2 separate regions of the Sus scrofa genome follow, and region 2 is linked to region 1. A link is a contact called in public HiChIP or PLAC-seq data. All regions are on one chromosome and are shown on one strand. Each heading gives the region's core, a stretch centred on a gene start, on an enhancer-like site or on the middle of the called end of the contact. The rest is flanking DNA. Distances are from core to core; before and after follow the strand shown. Region 1 overlaps SLC6A6 (solute carrier family 6 member 6). Region 2 has its middle 70 kb from the start of LSM3.

Region 1 (2,700 bases), core at 179-2,678:
CCAATGCAGAGACCCCAGCTATGTCTGACCAGACCCTTGGGGACCCCCCAGTCTGATGGATGAGGCTGATGTCCGCCGGCAACAGTGAGCAAGCTTGAGACAAGTGCAGGGGGTGGGAGAACATAGTCAAAGTGAAAAGGAGAGGGTGCCAGGCTGCACCTTTGGCGGGGTGAAGACGTGACTGCCTAGAGATCCCTCTGCCTGCCCCCAGAGACAGGCCCCAGGCCCCCAGGGGTGGGTGTGGTTCCCAGAACAATAGCAGAGCCAGGGCCAGCCTGGAGAAGCCAAGACAAACACACTGAGGCTGGGGGGACTTCCTCAAGCCACAGCCTGCCCGCCCCCCACCCACCCTGACTTCCAGCCCTGGCCAAAGACCAGGTTCATGGCTGCTGTGGGGGGCTGGGCCCACGGTCAGCAGGATGGGCCTCATCCTGGCCACAGCCTTGCTCTAGTGGCTGACCTTGGTCCTGTAAGGGGTGAAAGGAGGGAGCACCCAGACCTGGGGGGCTCAGATTCCCAGTTCAGGTCACTTTGCCTCTCTGGGTCTCAGTTCCTTCTTTTGTAATAGCCTTCTGAGGGTCTAAAACTCGGCCCAGAATATGCTGTGGCTTAATTCATTCAACAAATCATGATAAAGGCAGCAAACACTGTGGCACATGTGTGTCAGACACTGTTCTCATTATTAATTCATTTAATCTCCTCATGTCTGAGGTATGTATGGCTACTACTACCATTTTACAGATGGGGAAATGGAGGTTCAGAGAGGTTAATTAACTTGCCCAAGGTCACACAGCTTGTTAGTGGCCAAGCTGAGATTTGATCCCGGGCAGCCCAGCTCTCAACCTCAGTGCCCTGCATCCTCCTTCCACCTCCTCCCCATCTCCTGCTCTCCGCCGTCAGCCTGTGCGGGGCTGATGCTGCCTGTCCCTGCTCTGCTGGGTGTGAGGCCCAGTCCTTTACATGGGCAGTGTAGCCCTATGGATGCCAGGGGGATGGGATCCCACCTGGCCTCTCTATCACCAGCTTCCAGGGCAGCACCTCGGTGCCATACTTAGAAACCAGCAGGGGCAGCCGGCAGGGCCAGACCTGGTTTGGGATCTCAGCTCTACCCCACAGCTCTCATGACAAGGTGCCAGTCCCTTCCCACCTCTGCGCCATGATTTCACCTTGTATGAAATGAGTCAGCGATGCCCCACCCACACACACAGGGTGCTGCGAGGACTCTGGGGACCCACCCAAGTACAGGGCACAGACCCACGGCCCTGAGTCTCTGGGATGTGGGACCTGTGCTGCCCAGGCCTTCCCCACAGAGGAAGCTCAGGAGACCAGCCCCATCTTTCTCCTGCCTGGCCGGCCACCCTCTCCCCACCAACCCTAGGGAATGAGGAAGCCGTGTCTTTGCAAGTTTCCAGGGCAATTGAGCCACAGGGCTTTTGGGTCGAGGGCTCAGAGGAACCACAGAGGTTTGCCAGCAAGAGTGGAAAAATACCATGTCCTGTGGCAAAGCCTGCTGGGCCCCTGCCAGAGGCCCACTGGCGGCGGCTGGCACCAGCCGCTTTCCCGCGAGGATCCCGGGGGAGTCATAGAGAAGCTGAGAGAATGGCTCTCAGGGACTTATCCTCAGTGGAAAATTGTGCAAAACAAGGGTGTCTTTCCAAAGAAGCAGCTGAGTGGTGTGACCCGGTGGGCTGTCCTGTTGTGTGTTTGGGGAAGAACAGATGTCTACACACACACACACACACACACACACACTCACACTCACACTCACACACACGCCTGAAGCCAGCCAGCCTGGACCAAATCCCACCTCTGCCACCTACTGCCCCTAGGACCCCAGGCAGCTGATGTCACCTTGCTGGGCCTTAGTTTCCTCATCTAGACAGGCAGCTGGTAACAGTCCTACCTTGAGCCAAGAGGATGAGTTAACATGCATAAAGCTGTTAGCATAGCGCCTGGCTGCATAAGTGCTTGTGAAACAAATTAAATACGTGGAAACTAGGGAAGCCACCCCCACCCCGGAGGTGTCCTGTCCCTGACACAAAGCTCTCTGGCCACAGCCGATCACCCAGCGTGGGGGCCCGCCAGCTTTGAAGTGGCCGCCCTTGCTCAGCCTGCTGTCAGCAGCCATTGTCTTCCCAGGCGGGGCCTGTCCGCAGGAAGGGAGGAACGGCCTGCAGACTGGTCCTCTTTCTTCTTTCTCCCCATCTATGGCTTCCTGACCCACCCTCACCCTCCACATCTGCCCCGGAGAAGACAGGAAGGGCGGCTGGGGAAACTGAGGCCCAGGGGAGAGGCGGGAAGAGGGCCGCTGCTAGTGTGAGCAGGGGGCTGAGGCCATGCCATCCCGCTGGGAGAGTGCAGAGGTGGCTACAAACCCCCGTCTGGGTGGTCCCAGTTGCCCCTCAGCGATTCCACCCCTCTCGCCCGAGTGGCAAGACTAGGGGGAACCTTAGAGCCCATCTGGCCCAAGCCCTCCCAGGTGGGGAAATGAAGCCCAGAAAGGGCAGTAACTTGCCCAAGGTCTCACTGCAAGCCTGTTGCTGAGCCTGAATTCCAGCCCAAGCCCTGGAGGCCTCTGGGGGGCCGGCTTCCCTGTGGTCTTTGGGAGGATTGAACAAACTGCCAGACGTTGAAGGGCTTTTTACTGCTGTGCTCTTGCTACTAGAGGAGGCTCTGGGGATGTCCCCACTCTACCACTTA
Region 2 (2,700 bases), core at 15-2,514, 160 kb before region 1:
CCTCGCTGGAACACATGGTCTGAGAATGTGGGAAGGGTGGATCCTGAGAGCAGAAGAGGGTTTGCCACCAGAATTAAACATGCCAGGCAGATAAAATCTCCTCCAGTTGCCCCTGCCCTGCTCCATGCCTTGGTTCACAGTTTTCCTTTCTGGAATATTGTTCTCTTTCCCATGCTTAATGTTTCCATTCCTCCAATCCTCACCTCCCTGGAAACCTTCCCCAGGCTTCCAGCCCACACAGACCTTCCCCTTCTTTAACTCATCGTCTGCCAGTAGTCAATAAATTTGACTTTATTTTAAAATGAATATAATTTGACTTTCTTCTGATGATATCAAAATAATACTTGTTACCAAACAAATCAGAAAATACAAAGACGAAATCCCATTACTTCTAGGAAGGTGACTCTGTTCCCAGGCCTGAACTCCGAGTGGAAATTTGGAGAGCAGCAGAGCCAAGAGTGTCTCAGGGTAGGGAGCCAGCACATGCGAAGACTCAGGGGTTCTGAGTGACAAGTGACAGCAGCTCAGGGAGCAGGAACAGAGTGAAAGAGGGTCATGGCTGTGGGAAGAGGTTGGCAGAGGCCTGAAGGCCAGGCCAATGGAGTTGGCTTGTATCCTATGTGAGTCGGGAAGCTGCTGGAAGATTTTAATCAGGTTAGGGGGCAGGCAGGATGGTCTGGCTGTCATTCAGGACATCTCTCTTGGCTGTGGGGTGGAGAAGCAGTGGTGATGCTGGGTCTGCCCAAGGTGGTAGCCACGGAGAGGGAGAGAAGCAGGGAAACTGGAGTGGGTGTAAGGGTGGGGGAAAGGGGCTAAGAGATGCTGGGTTTCTGGCTTGAGCAGCTGTGTGAATGAGGTCCATTTATTGCCACAGGGAAGATGGGGAGTATCAGACATTCTCTCCTAGATGGACCCAAAGTGGATTTATATTCTCACTTACACAGGTTGTATGGAGTTGCTTTGATTCATGCTCTTTTTCCCCACTCAGTGGAGCATCTTTCAACATTAGCAACATATCTCAATAACCTCCTTGGCAATGCCTGCATACTATTCCGTGTAATATACTATGATTTTTTAACCAGTGCTCCATTGGATGGACACTTAAGCTGTTTCTGTACTGATCAGCTGCAGATTGCTTTGTCTCTCAGTCATCTGTCTTGGTTGGTCTACACCTTTTTCAAATCCAGGAGCTATCCCATCTCTGCTTCTTTCCTCGGAGCTTTTGCATTTTGGCCACTAGATGGTGATGTTACACAGTGTCCCCCAGTGGTTCCAGCCCACTGGTCTCAAACCTGAGAGCTGAGCAGGAGGGCATTCAGCCTCCCAACTGTGACCTCCACCCAGAGCAGGACTGCACAGCCTTCCTCTGAGACCCATGGGTGGGTGGACCTCATATTCTCAGTGCCCAAACACTGCCCTACAGGCGACCTGCTTCCCACTTGCAAGCAGATGTTTCTATGCTTCCTTCCCTGAGGAATAAGGGGCTGGCACTTTAGACAGTAGCTTCTGAAATGTGGTATCCAAATTGCTCATGGTGACTGAGATGGCTTCTGGGAGCGCCGGGACCTACATTACCAAAGCTTCTTTGGGATGTTTTTAGAAAAATAGCAGGGTTTTTTTTTTCCATCCGATCCATGGTTTCACAGATACTATTGTTATTTAGAATAAGGTTAGGTTAAAATAAAGGTTTTAAATTTTAATTTAAATTTTAAGTTTAAAGAAAAATCATAGTACAGATAGCACACAAACAAATCATTGACTTCACTGCGGTTATGAGGTTACAGCTATGGGTCTAGGTGAGAAAATATGATGGATTCATGCAGTCTCATAAGGACTGAATTTAAAAGCTTGGACCCTGGAGAACATCAAATTTTAAACTCTTGGAGCCTAGAAACAGAGCCTTTGAGCTACAATATCTTTGATTAATTTTCAAAAATACCATGGGAAGACAATATTTAATAATATATTCTCACAATTCTTGGACTCCATGAAAATCTTGGAAGATTAGACTTAGGGGGTCCTGGACTCCCAGGACCCTCACGTGGAGGGCTCTGCCTCAGGTCTTTTCTCCAGCAGAGGAGGAAATTTCAGTCTGAAAAGGTAACTTGCAGGAACCCTGCTGGGTGGGGGACCTGGAGGCTCTTCCTACTCCTTCCTTCTGTCTCTCCTTCCCTGGTGTCCTGAGACCCCCTGGGGCCCCATGATGCTCAGGGCTTCCAACAGTGGGACCCCAACCAGGCCTCCTCACACCAGCTCTTGCTGTTCTCTTTACCAGCACTACTCTTCCTGTCTCCTTCCTGGGAGCGCCTCCTATGTGCTAGCTAAGTTGAAGGGTTAATTAACCCATGCCCCCTCATATTAACAGGCAAATGAGTGATTTGTGTAAACAGATGTTCTCCCTCACAAGTAACACGTGTTTCCTACAGCATGTTGCAATCTCCAGGGTGTATGGCCAGCCAGTGAGGACAGTATCTGGAAGGGCTGGCTTTCTGGGTGTCTTTCAAATCACTACCTACTTAGAGCCCCAGTTTCTGCTCTTCATTCCCGCCTGGCAATGAAGTGATTGGATCTGGGATTGCAGAGACTGGGACCTGTGGAGAACTCCTGGCTATTCTGTCCTTCCTGATCTTGGTGTTCAGATGTCCATCTGGAAGACCTCATTAGCTTCCAGAGTCCTGAAAATGTACAAATCTTTCCCAT

What was found. HiChIP or PLAC-seq counts read pairs in DNA pulled down with a chosen protein or histone mark.
Region 2: a contact with region 1 is called in an H3K27ac HiChIP or PLAC-seq map of alveolar macrophages. The contact joins two enhancer-like sites. A contact is called at or near these places in 1 of 5 promoter capture datasets (liver), 35 of 47 Hi-C or Micro-C datasets (adipocytes, adipose tissue, alveolar macrophages and 18 more) and 2 of 2 datasets of contacts at active chromatin or transcription factors (alveolar macrophages and skeletal muscle).

The regions. Positions count from the first base shown.
Region 1 is chr13:70,116,184-70,118,883 of Sscrofa11.1, reverse strand. All of the region lies in intron 4 of SLC6A6 (solute carrier family 6 member 6), which reads left to right. Among named protein-coding and RNA genes, the nearest start is that of SLC6A6, 16 kb to the left of the region's middle. Within about 2 kb of position 1,428, at least 7 of the 83 cell types and tissues checked have an H3K27ac peak or open chromatin away from gene starts, as enhancers often do. A contact at or near this core is called in alveolar macrophages, where this site is marked.
Region 2 is chr13:70,276,830-70,279,529 of Sscrofa11.1, reverse strand. No RefSeq gene overlaps it. Among named protein-coding and RNA genes, the nearest start is that of LSM3, 70 kb to the left of the region's middle. Within about 2 kb of position 1,264, at least 9 of the 83 cell types and tissues checked have an H3K27ac peak or open chromatin away from gene starts, as enhancers often do. A contact at or near this core is called in alveolar macrophages, where this site is marked.